Linked DNA regions of Zea mays: region 1 is linked to region 2. The links are chromatin contacts, called in public Hi-C maps. All regions are on one chromosome and are shown on one strand. Each heading gives the region's core, a stretch centred on a gene start, on an enhancer-like site or on the middle of the called end of the contact. The rest is flanking DNA. Distances are from core to core; before and after follow the strand shown.

Region 1 (6,121 bases), core at 1,554-4,053, 460 kb before region 2:
ATAGGAGAAAATAAAAACCATGATCATGCTAGGAAGACATCTGATAAGAAATGGTACCATATTGGAAAACATTTTAAGTGAAAATCAACATTGAAAAGTATAATCAGAGCTGAAATGGTAACTGGTAAGGTCTGTATTCAACATTAAGATGCTATCATCAGAGAAGCACCACATACTCAAATAAGAAGTAAAACTACGATTGTTCAATCACTTGAAATGCTAGCAATGTTTAGATGCAGAAACATGTTGGATCATACATCTTAATCTACTAGCCAATTGCCTGTGCTTTGCTACAGCTTTTATATATCATATAAATAGGTATTGAGATATTTATTTAAATATAATTATTGTTTATTTCTAAACACTAAGGTATGTGTGGTCTAGTGGTTAGACCCAAATTTCTGGAGCAGGGGACGTGGGTTCGAGTGCTCGCTCTGCACTATTTTTTTATATAATTATTGTTTATTGTTTATTTCTAAACATTAAGTTACATGTGGATGTGGATGTGGTCTGGTGTTAGCAGCGCGGGCGAGGTCGGGTGCTGGTCAGGCGCAGTAGCTGGCTTTGCGGGCGCTGGGGTCCACATCGTAGTAGCTGAGAGAGCGCTAGGTGTGGGCCCACAGGGGGCCACAGGGCACGGCCCCCGAGGCGGAGCGCGTGCGGCGGGCCCAGAGTGTCAACGCGGAGGGTGAAGTCGTGGTAGCACCAGGTGCCAACGTGGGCCCACAGGGCACGGCTCCCGAAGCGGAGCGCATGCGGCGGGCCCAGAGTGTCAACGCGGAGGGTGAAGTTGTGGTAGCACCAGGTGCCCACATTAGGTTCTTAATAGATTATTAAGTATAGACTAGTCAAAAGCAATGAGATTACAGTCAACCATAAAGAATTGTCCCTTTCTTACTACTCAACTCTCCATCTCCAATATTGCAGTGGTTTCTGTTCTTGACAAGTATTTGGAGTTGGAACACAAATCCAATATACATGAGGTCTGTTCAAGCATGGCATTAGACATTAGACAAATACGTTAAACCACACTGAACTTGAAACCCCAAACTGATTGAAACCTAGAGTGTGATACCTCAAACATCATTGCATGTATAAATGCCTCGATAGTGGATTCAACATAATCTTCTTTTCTGAACCATACGACTATTTGGTAGGTTGCTATTTTTATACTTAGATAGCAGATTAAACCACTAATGCAGTCATGATAATAACATACGAGGAAAATGTGAAATGGAAAGGGGTGGTAGAATTTTTTAGGCTGGGGAAATATCCGATGTCAGCGAAAGGCTGGATAAGAACCTAGCTTATCTATCTGCCACGTACCTGATAGTTCATAAATGTTTCAATCAGTTCCACAGTTTGAAAAGATCCAAGCAAGCAAGACTGATACCTGTAAGCGTAGACCCAAAGAAATGCAATGCAAATAAGTAAAAATAGTATGATAAAGTTGGATTAGTACAGAGAGAAATAATTGCCACTAAAAGCCATCCCACTATAGTAATACAAAACAAAATGTAAAGCTTATAAAATCTTGCGCAAGCAGTAACAACGTTTTTGGCCTCTTCGAAGGTTCAACAGTTTTTGGCCATTATCCGTTGGTGTGGAAAACTTGCCCCCCCCCAAAGTGTCGCTTCTTCCTCTGGCTTGTCGCCCACAGGAGATGTTGGACTGCGGACAGACTAGCGAAGAGAGGGTTGGATCACCCAACAAGATGCTTGTTATGTGATCAGGAAGCAGAAACCCTGGACCATCTCCTTGTCTCTTGTGTGTTTACAAGAGGCTTTTGGTTTCACCTTCTGAGACCTTTTGGGTTAGAAAGCCTGGCTCCATAGCCAGGCCTACTTTCCTTCATGAGCTGGTGGGAGCAAATCTCAGGAGTCGTGCTTGGTTTGCCTGGAAAAGGACTCAACTCCTTAATTGCCTTAGGGGCCTGGACAATTTGGAAACTTCGGAACAGATGTGTTTTTGATGGTTGGACTCCAAGTTCGGCCTTATCCCTTCGGTTAGCAGGGGAAGAGAGATTGTTCTGGGAAGTGGCAGGGGCTAAAGGGCTTTCCTACCTTGCTGCCCTCCTTTCTGAGGTTTAGCGGCTTCTAGTGGTTGTGTGTGTGTCTGATGGATTGTTTCAGTTTTATGTGTTGCTGGCCTCTGTGAGGAGTCCCTTGTATTTGGTCTTTCCAGACCTCTTTCTTCTTTCTTCTTAATATATGAGGCGCAGTTCTCCTGCGTTTTCGAGAGAAAAAAAGCAGTAACAACGTCATGCTTTTGATCACTTGTGGTAGTTAAAGAGTTCGGACACTACCGCCGATGTTGCTGAAGGAAGACAAGTTGCGTTCTTTAGTTGCACCGTCTCCATCGCCATCCAGCCAGTTCAACGTACTGTTGAACATGCCTGGTAAGAAGCTGCTGATTTTGTGCACTCGCGCGCCATCATTGACGCTTCCGATCAGCGCGCTCCTCTGCGGCTTCAATCACGTCCACCTTGACCTTGACTACTTCGGCACTAAGGGGCTATCCTCTGCATGGGCTACTCTAGTCGAAGCATTCACACCGACGTTTCGACTGTGGAGGATATCTCCATTGTTCTTCAGTCTGTCCGTTCGTGTTGCTAACGCTACGACTGCAGGGGGTGTTAAGAGTATATTAGGCAACTCTTGATATGGTTGGTTTAGGATTGATTGGATTGATTGCAATTCCAGATAACCTTCCTTATCTCCAAACCATGTACTCCTATATATTTACCCCAAAGGCTCAATGCAATACATCCCACCATCCCATGCAGTATACACAATTTCTCCGTCCTACAAATATTACCAAATACAAGGTTCCAACAATTTTGGTCAACAGTCCTTTATGTAGGATAATAAATCTGTGAAGTCATTTTAGCACGTGAATTTTCAAAATTGTTAGTTTCAGCAGGATAAAATATCAAAAATATTATCAACCAGTTCTCTGTACCACATAACAGAAAATGTATCTCACAATTTCATTTAAAACTACTTCGTACATGCCTATATTGTTCCGCTGCATAATAAAAATAACATAAAAACATAGTAAAATTAAAGTGATATGAAAAGACACTTAAGGCCAAGAAAACTAAGGTCAATTGTGAACATATCAGTCATACATACTCAAGAGTTACTATTTGCTTGTCCAAGATCATTGAATATATAATCCACAAGTAACCAAGTTGATGGATTTTGTGTCAATGTGCAAGTAAAAAAAAACTCGAGCCACCACTGACTTTCTAAATCAACTGAATGAAATTAGCTTAGCTTACCATCCAATAGTATTGTTGTCAACATTAACTTCCCTCAAACACCTCATCATCTCAAGCTGATAATTGGCACCATCTGCATCTGCTTCATCATCCTCTTCCCTGATCTTCAGTAAAAAAAATAGTAAGGTAGCCATTAGCCTATAAAATGTGAAAGAACAACTAGCCTGCGAGACCTTCATAGCAGAAAACTGCATATTCAGTATTGAGCTGCTTAGAATGTTAAGGAACAAGGACTCACAGGGAACGGAAAACAGTTGGTCACTTCCAGAACACTACCAACATCCAAACCAAGCAATTGACCTGTAACTAAAGCTGGCGCAAACTCCTCACAGTGCTTGATGATCTTCAGTACAGCCTGCGTAAAATAGCATTATTGTGAATACAAATTACACAGTGCTTGTGGAATTAATATTACAAAGAACGCTTGCTGTCATGGGAAAATTTTCTAAACCACTGAGGCAGAAATATCCATCTGGGAAAAATAAAAATGCTTGTCGTAAAATAACTGATGCAACTCATATAAACTAGGTGAAACATTAGTTTGGCATGAATGCACTTCTTTTTAACTTGGTCAATGTTTTTGGTTTATCAGTCAGGTAATCTTGAAAACGCCTTTCGACCATGATTCTATGCACCCAGATAGAGCTTGCTCATTAGATCAGTGTGATCTATCACCATAAATAGGCCTATACATATCCAATATGGTGTTGCACCAGTTTAACATTTTTTTCATGTGCAGATAGTACTGTCTAACTGCAACAACAAAGCCTTTTAGTCCCAAGCAAGTTGGGGTAGACTAGAGTTGAAACCCAAACACAAACCACAAGTCAAAGTTCAGACACATGATGGCCGTTTTCCATGCGCTCTCATTCAAGGCTAAATTTGAGTACATTCCATCCTTTGAAGTCTCCTTTTACTGTCTCTTCCCATCCTTCTCTTTTTGTGCTGAAAAAGTCCTTCGAGTCATCTCCTTTGCTTCGTGCACCAAGACCTTCGAAACCGAAGACGCTTGAGCGTCGCCTAGGCGGTAAGGCGGGCCGGGGACATAAGGCGTCCTCCTCGCCTTGGTTTAGAGCCTAAGATGGGTGGAAGTGGCAGCGCGGCGACTGCAGAGGGCGGTGCGACGACTGTTGCAGAAGGCAACGCGGCGATAGGGCGAAGGGTGACACGACGGCGACGGCTAGGAGAGAGACAGGGAGAGGTGGGGAGAGAGGGAGAGAGCGCTGGGAGAGGGGAGAGGGGAGAGAGGGAGTTGTGCGGCTGGTGCTGAAGAGAGAGGGACCTACGCGGCTGTCGACTGGGAGAAGAGATGGGGAGAGGGTTGGGAGGGGATGAATAAGTGGGCTTAACCTAACTTTAATGGGCCAGGTGGGTCGGTTTTGACTGGCTAGGTTATTCTTTTTCTTTTTTCTCTTCTCTGCTAATAATTTTGTCTTAAACACTTTCTTAAATATCAATATTTTTCTTATTTTTAAACATATTTAAGGAGTCGCCTCGCCTTACGCTTTACTGCTTAAAAGGTAAAAAGGGGTTCACTCTCCTTACCTCGCCTTACCGCCTTAACAACTATGAGCTTCCTGCTTCAGTACACACCTTTGCAACACCTATGCACAGACGAAGTTTCACGCCTTCTCCTTTTTGACTCGCGAGCTGCTTCTGACAAAGGTTAGCTCTGCTGGTTGTTTGTATTGTACCTGAAACACACCTTCTCAATTTGGTGATGAGGGTTTTTTTAGGATCTTCGATAATATAGGCCCCCAACACCACCACACTTATCTACTGAACATGTCATCTTTTTGTAGACCAATATTATGCAACATAACATGTCTAATCGTCGTCGTATGAAACTTCCCTTTTAGCTTTTGTGGTACCCTCTTGTAACATAGAACACCAACAACAAATGCTTGACGTCACTGTATCTACCATGCTTTGATTATATGGCTAACATCTTCATCAGTATCCCCGTGTCTTGGTGTCATTGATCCTAAATACCAAAAGGTATCCTTCCTGGGCACTACTTGAACTTCCAAACTAACATTTGCTTCCTCTTGAGTAGTAGTGTTGAAGTCACATCTCATATATTCGGTTTAGTTCTACAAAGTCTAAAACCTTTGAACTCTAGAGTCTCACGCAAAAAAAGGGCGTACCCAGTGTCGTAGACTTCCTGCACTGTGCGGGGTCTGGGGAAGGGTATCTTTAAGCGTCAAGCCTTACCCGCATAATATGAAGAGGCTGGGGCTCGAACCCCTATTTACTCCCGCCTGAAGCTACATTGTCTGCTTGTATGTCTCTTGTGACCTCATCCATCACCAATGCAAAAAGACAGGGGCTCAAAGGCGACCCTTGATGTAGCCATATTCTAATCAGGAAGTTATATGTGACAGCATCACCTGTTCAAACATTAGTCATGACATTGTTGTAAACGTCCTTAATGAGTGCAACGTACTTCGATGGAACTTTATTGTTGGGGACTTGTTCTCAAATGCTAAGAATTAAGAACAAGGCAACACAAAAAATGTTAAGTGTAAAGGTCCTTCGTCCTCCATAACGATATATCCCTTCGGGATATAAAGCATCTCGGACGAAGGTTACGAAGGACATACCTTCGTAAGCATGACAACGAAGAATGAAGCATTCACATAAATCATAGAATATGAAATAAACATTTAAATATTGTCATAGAATTATCTCTACTTGTATTAATGAATATAAATGACTTTGAATTACAAATGTACCTTCGGTCCTGCGGAAGGCAAAAGTACAAGCGTGATGCGAAAGCAAATGACAGGTTCCCGTGAACAGTACAGAGGTACTGTTCATCTATTTATAGGCACAGGT
Region 2 (5,994 bases), core at 71-2,570:
ATATGGCTCTCTAGTGGCGGCGGGTGTGCAAAGGTTGGATCCGCGGAAGGAGGCTAGGTTAGGGTTGGCGAAGGTGATAGGATAAAGGGATCCCAATTTGTAAACTGATCACCGGATGGGACGAATGGGAAGGGAGGGACTGCGGGTTGATTCATGTAAAACCGAGGGGTCTTTTTATAAAAAAATGACGCACGACGACCGTTGAAACTGGTGCTTTAATTATAGTAGAGAATTGACTGCAAAGTGAATGCGCATGGACAAGGATTATGACATTGAAGTACCGCCTGTTCTCCTCCGACGGAGACACACTTATCCCTGGTGTTGCACATGTGAGAAGAAAAGCGGAATCAAACAATAGAGAACTGAGACTAATACAGTAGCAGCAAACTTCGAATTACACCAAAATTCCAAGAGAGCTAGGCACCTGGTTCGCTGAGCAACCAGTGTGTCTTGCACATATCCAAAACTGAAATAGATTACTCATCAGCATAGGCCAACAGACACAATATCCGATTCCACGGAGCAGAATGGGAATGTGATAGATTTTGGGAGAGTGAGGAAGGGCAACCAGATCGCGAGGCAGACCTTGATGATTCGACACGGGAGGTTGTTGTTGGCCCGCACATAAGGCAGTGCCCCCGTGACAGGAGCAGGTGACAGCGCCGGAGCTGACGGTCGGCGTCATCCTAGAGTGCTCTTCTGCCTCATCACGCATAAGCTCATCCTCGTCGTCGGGATCGTCCCCTCTCGAATAAAAGGGAGAAGGGATGACGAAGAGAGAGATACTTGAGGTGTCGCTCGATGATGGAAGGAGGACGTAGGTGGCTGCGACTGAAGATGAGTGTGCCATCGACAAGGAGGATGACAGTAGCGGCCCAGAAGTGGACCCGCTCGCCACATTTGGAGTCGGGCTCGCGGTGGGCGAGCGGAGTTTGACGTCAATGGCTTCCCTGCGACAGCCGCCGCCACATCCATGGCCGTTCCGGATATAGCAGGGAGCCGCGGGATCCTCGTCCCTTGCCCCCGCCTGCGCGGCGAGCCGGCGACCGCAACGTTGGGGAGATATGGCTCTCTAGTGGCGGCGGGTGTGCAAAGGTTGGATCCGCGGAAGGAGGCTAGGTTAGGGTTGGCGAAGGTGACAGGATAAAGGGATCCCAATTTGTAAACTGATCACCGGATGGGACGAATGGGAAGGGAGGGACTGCGGGTTGATTCATGTAAAACCGAGGGGTCTTTTTATAAAAAAATGACGCACGACGAACGTTGAAACTAGTGCTTTAAGTACAATAGAGAGTAGAGATATGCTCCGTGGATATTTCGGTGAAGCGAGGGGTTGGCTCGTGTATTTTCGCAAATATCTCCTATCCCTTTTCTCCCTCCCGCGATCTCCTCCGCTCGACGCCTGTACCCCGCCGTCCCGCGTCCCCGCTCCAGCTCGAAACCCTAGACCTGTGCGGCTGTCCCTATTCTCTCCAACGGAAAGATGTACTCGGACCAGATCTCCACCGGGCGCAAGCGCTCCATCCACGACCGCCTTGACGGCGACCTCCCCGCCGGCACGGGCGCCGGCGGCCGTGTTCGTCACACGGTGTCCAAGAGGTAAGTGCACGCTGCCGCCGCCGCTGCTATTGATTTCTCCGCTACCGTCGCTTTTACGGCTCCACCTTCTTGATCGCTTGGCAGCGGATGTCTAGTTGTCTACAGATTGGAAAATTTGTCCTGCCCTGGATCAGCTGTGCGCGCTTTTCCTGTATTCTTTAATCATCAGAATAGCCATGTCCATCCGTAATCGAGTGAAGGATCCGTTTTCGTGCGCTTGCCGTGCTTAAGAATTGCTGGTGCAGACAAATTAGGTTAGGGCTCGGGTTTTGGTTTATCGGAAGAAGGCAGTGCCTTAAGCTTGGTTCCTCAGTTCTAACTTCAACGTGTGTACGTGCTGTCTCTATAGGTTTTATGTTCTGATTAAGGTGGTGGAGTAGATTTGTGTGGTGCATTACTTGTACTAGTATCACCACTGTTTCTATATCACATAGTGTTGGCGTTTCGGACCTGCGAGGACCCTCAACCAACTAGTGAATTTGTCGCTGCGTGTCCCTGCCCAGATGGGTTGATGCAAGATGGAACACAAGAGGGAGGATGAGGCTTATTTTATCTTGCACCGGGGTGCTCGTAGTAGGGATTACAAGCGTCGCGAGAGAGAGAGGGAGAGGGTTCGGCCTTAAGGTGAGGTGTCTGAGTTAGCCTCCTCCGCGTCTCTCCCACTCTTCCTCTCCCGCCTTTTTTTAAGAAGGCCCTGGACATCCCCTTTTATAGATACAAGGAGATGATCCAGTTGTACAATGGGTGTGTAGCTATGTGCTAACGTGGCCGGCGGAGAAGTACTTGAGCCCTGTAGAAGCGCAGCTGGCGTTGCGGCCCGGGGTCCTGCTGACGTTTCTTTGCTTTCGTAGAGAGTTGAGAACAACCGACGTCATGGACGCACGCAGGGAACCATCATTACCTGTTACCGGAGTAATCTAGATGGGACACCGGTCTTGTTCCTTCGTAGCCTGAGGCAACTAGCTAGGGGTAGGGTAATGATGTATCCCCAGTGGCGTAGTCGGTCCGAGGCCGAGGTCGGGCGAGGCGGAAACTTCTCCTGAGGCCGAGGCTGAGGTCGGGCGAGGATGTGACTCCTCCCGAGGCCGAGGCTAAGGCCGAGGCCTGAGGTCGGGCGAGGCAGAGACCTTCTCCCGAGGCCGGGGCCCCGGCCGAGGCCTGGGGTCGGGCGAGGCGGAGACCTTCTCCCGAGGCCTGAGATCGGGCGAGGCGGAGCTCTCTGTTGCGCCCGAGGCTGAACTCGGGGGAGGTCGTGACTTACTGTCGTTAGTTTTACCCTGGTGGTTGGCACAGTAGTCGGAACAGGGTGAATAGTGCTGTTTTCCTGTCAGAACGATCAATAAAGGGGCGAAGTGACTGCGGTCACTTCGACCTTGCCGACTGAGGCGCGCGTGTCAGGATAAGGTGTCAGGCGATCCCCGCATTAAATGCGCATGCGATACGGTCGGTTGGTAAGGCGATTTAGCCGAGGTCGCTGCACGACAAAGTTTGCCCGAGCTTGGCTTCGGGCGAGCCGAGGGTGCGCCCACTGCCTGAGGAGGCCCTCAGGCGAGGCGTGAATCCGTCCGGGACTACTGTTCTTGCCCGAGGCTGGGCTCGGATGAGATCACGTCCCTTGGTAGACGAGGCTTTTACTTTGAGCTGTTCTTGCCAGTCTTTACAGTTTGTTTTGAGGATGTTTTCCAGCCATGTTAATGAGTATTGGGGGTACCCCTAATTACGGTACCCGACACATAGTTAGATTTTGTTTATATGTGTGTTCTCATGTTCGGTTGGTTAGGTGAGTGTGAATATAGAGGCAACAACCAAGGTTTGAACTCTAACTTGTGCACAATTTTACCTTTTTCATAAAGCTGGAACAATGGAAACTGATGAATTGATTACAAAGAAATATAAGGAGATTTTTGCAAAAGTGATGACAATGGAACCGTAGAAACTGGTGCTTTATTTAGTAGAGATTGTTGTCTGAGGGGGGGAGGAACTGTGGCTCCCTTGAGGATGACAGTGTTTGTGCTGTGTATGATGTTTAGTTTGGAGTTTATTGCTGATGCTTATAACATAAGAATTAGCAATTTTGCTAATGTTAGTAAATCCTATTTCCTCCATTACTCATTTTAACTGTCAACAAATTCAAGCTTCCAACATGTTGTAGTATTATGAATTCTAATAAACCAAAATCAGATCAAAACTCTTACCTTGGCTCCCATGACACCAACTAGGGTTACCCCAGGGATATTAAAGCTTAAATGGTTCACATAATTTTATTGTGTGTCGTTCCTTTTGTGCCAACTTTTCTATGTAATAACTTGTGGGGCACTCATATTATCGTTTGCTCGTAGGCAACGGCAGATAGATGAAAAATGGAAGCATGATCTGTATCGGGAAGACGATGAACCAGCTTCAAGTATCTTTTTTCTCATTTATATGCAGCACTATTTTCATATTCAGTTCCAATTTAACACTTATCTGTACTTTGTCTTAAGAATCAATAGATCCGAAGGATTTGCGATTGAAGCTTCAGAGGCGAAGTTCACAACAAAGCTTTACCAGCACAAGGAGTTCTGGTGTGCGTGATTTACGTGAGAAGCTATCTGGTATAATGCACCCACAGCCATCAAATGCTGATCCAAAGCCCAAGCCAAAGCCAGTATCAGAGGTTGTTAACATCTCAAGGCGTCAAACTGCTGATGAAATGCCTGCACGTCAAAGCAAGAGAGCACCAAAACAGACTTCATTGAAGAAGACATCTCAGCCAAAGGTACGCATACTACTAGGAATAGTGCAATGCATAGTTTCCATTACTTTTTTCATATTCTGAATTTCATTTGTTCGGCAAAAGCTAGAAGAAATTTGTTTTGAGGTTTTCCAGATTGAAACAAAAGATTTGACCTTTTGGACTATGTTGTAATGCGGTACCTTTTTAGGTTGTGTTTGCTGCATTCTATTACTTATATAGAAGGACAGTAACATCTATTTTCCTTTTTCGTTTCACTTATTATGATGAACTATGTGCATGAAATTCGGATCCATTGGCCACTGCCATGTGAGCATTTGCATTTTCTAGTTAAAACAGGATTTTTGTGCTCAAAACCATATATTTGGTTTAGGGGAATGCATTATTTAACATTATGAATTATGCATATAGTGTTTGATCTTGACATATTTTTGATATAGTTGTAGTGTTACATACTTTCAAGGAAATAGTAAGCATCCTTTATGCCTTTTCTTTTCTGCAATCTGTTTTTTTAAGATGAGATTCACATTGAAAAAAATAAATGTATCACTAATCAAAGGGGCTGTTCTAGGTTTCTGTTTGCAGAATTCATAACAAGGACAATTCAATTGCTTTACATAATGCTTCCCTGTTTAATTGATTACGTGTTGCTATTGTCACCCTAGGTGAAGCTTCATCTAGCCGGTAATTACTGAAAAACACTCAGTAATTTCCGGCAATGACTGAGTATCGCTCAGTCACTACTTTACCGGTTAGGTGAAGCTTCACCTAGGGTGTGTGTGTACACACACGCACGATATCTATTCTCTGTAGAACACAAATGAGTTTGGGCTGCAGTGGTGAGACTCAACGCTCCTAGCCGAGCGGTCACAGTTCAAAACCCCATCCCGCCTCTTTTTTGCCAATTTCTGGAATTTCGCCTGGGCGGGCGGGCCAGGACGCACGATGGTTTTGCTGCTTTGTAGTTGTAGTAGATATATGTAATAATTGAATGTTGCTATCATGATATTCTGATTAGATATTGAGCAGTTAACAAATCCTTATCAGTGCATGATAGTAGCTAAAATCTGATTATTTGGAGAATGTGATGCATATTGCAGGATAGCTGCACATTTATTTTGTTTTTGTTTTGTGTTCAACTCTAAGAAGGGCAGGCCTAGTGCAGTTGTGAGAGCGCTCACTGAGTTGTGAGTTACCAGGTTGCGGGTTCGAAGCCCCCTTTTAGGGGGAAAGACTTTCCTTGGTTTATCCCTTCCCCAGACCCCACTGGTGTGGGGGGCCTCTGGCACTGTGTCTGCTCCTTTTTTTTGTATTGAACTCTAAACATGTTTTCTTTTGGGGACATATATTTAGGTTGAAAGTCCACTCAGCAGTTTCCTGAGTTCCCTTGGGCTTGAGAAGTACTCGATTACCTTCCAGGCAGAGGAGGTCTGACTAAATTTCTGAATTGCCATTTTTTACATGTCCTGATTGATTTTTCTTATTGGTTAATAGTTGTTCTATTATATAAGGTTGACATGGCAGCCCTAAGGCACATGACGGAGAGTGATCTGAAAGCTTTGGGCATTCCAATGGTACGTGGACTACATTTGATGTCTTTATCTGCGTTTTTTACTATGAGTTTGATTGATAAATTGGTGAATTATTGACTCCTGCGCATC

What was found. A called contact is a pair of places that touch in the nucleus more often than the background predicts.
Region 1: a Hi-C map of endosperm shows a contact between it and region 2, with 2.7 times the contacts expected there. The contact joins the enhancer-like site here to the promoter of LOC100192856 in region 2. A contact is called at or near these places in 2 of 25 Hi-C or Micro-C datasets (ear and endosperm).

What each region holds. Positions count from the first base shown.
Region 1 is chr10:109,854,128-109,860,248 of Zm-B73-REFERENCE-NAM-5.0, reverse strand. LOC100280503 reads right to left here. Exons shown (of 12, transcript NM_001153423.1): 3 at 3,522-3,638; 4 at 3,284-3,387; 5 at 1,327-1,393. Among protein-coding and RNA genes, the nearest start is that of LOC100280503, 16 kb to the right of the region's middle. Within about 2 kb of position 2,803, at least 1 of the 20 cell types and tissues checked has an H3K27ac peak or open chromatin away from gene starts, as enhancers often do. A contact at or near this core is called in endosperm, where this site is marked.
Region 2 is chr10:109,395,791-109,401,784 of Zm-B73-REFERENCE-NAM-5.0, reverse strand. LOC100192856 (SAM domain protein) reads left to right here and starts at 1,320. Exons shown (of 6, transcript NM_001138045.1): 1 at 1,320-1,599; 2 at 3,939-4,003; 3 at 4,083-4,357; 4 at 5,687-5,761; 5 at 5,845-5,907. The coding sequence starts at 1,484.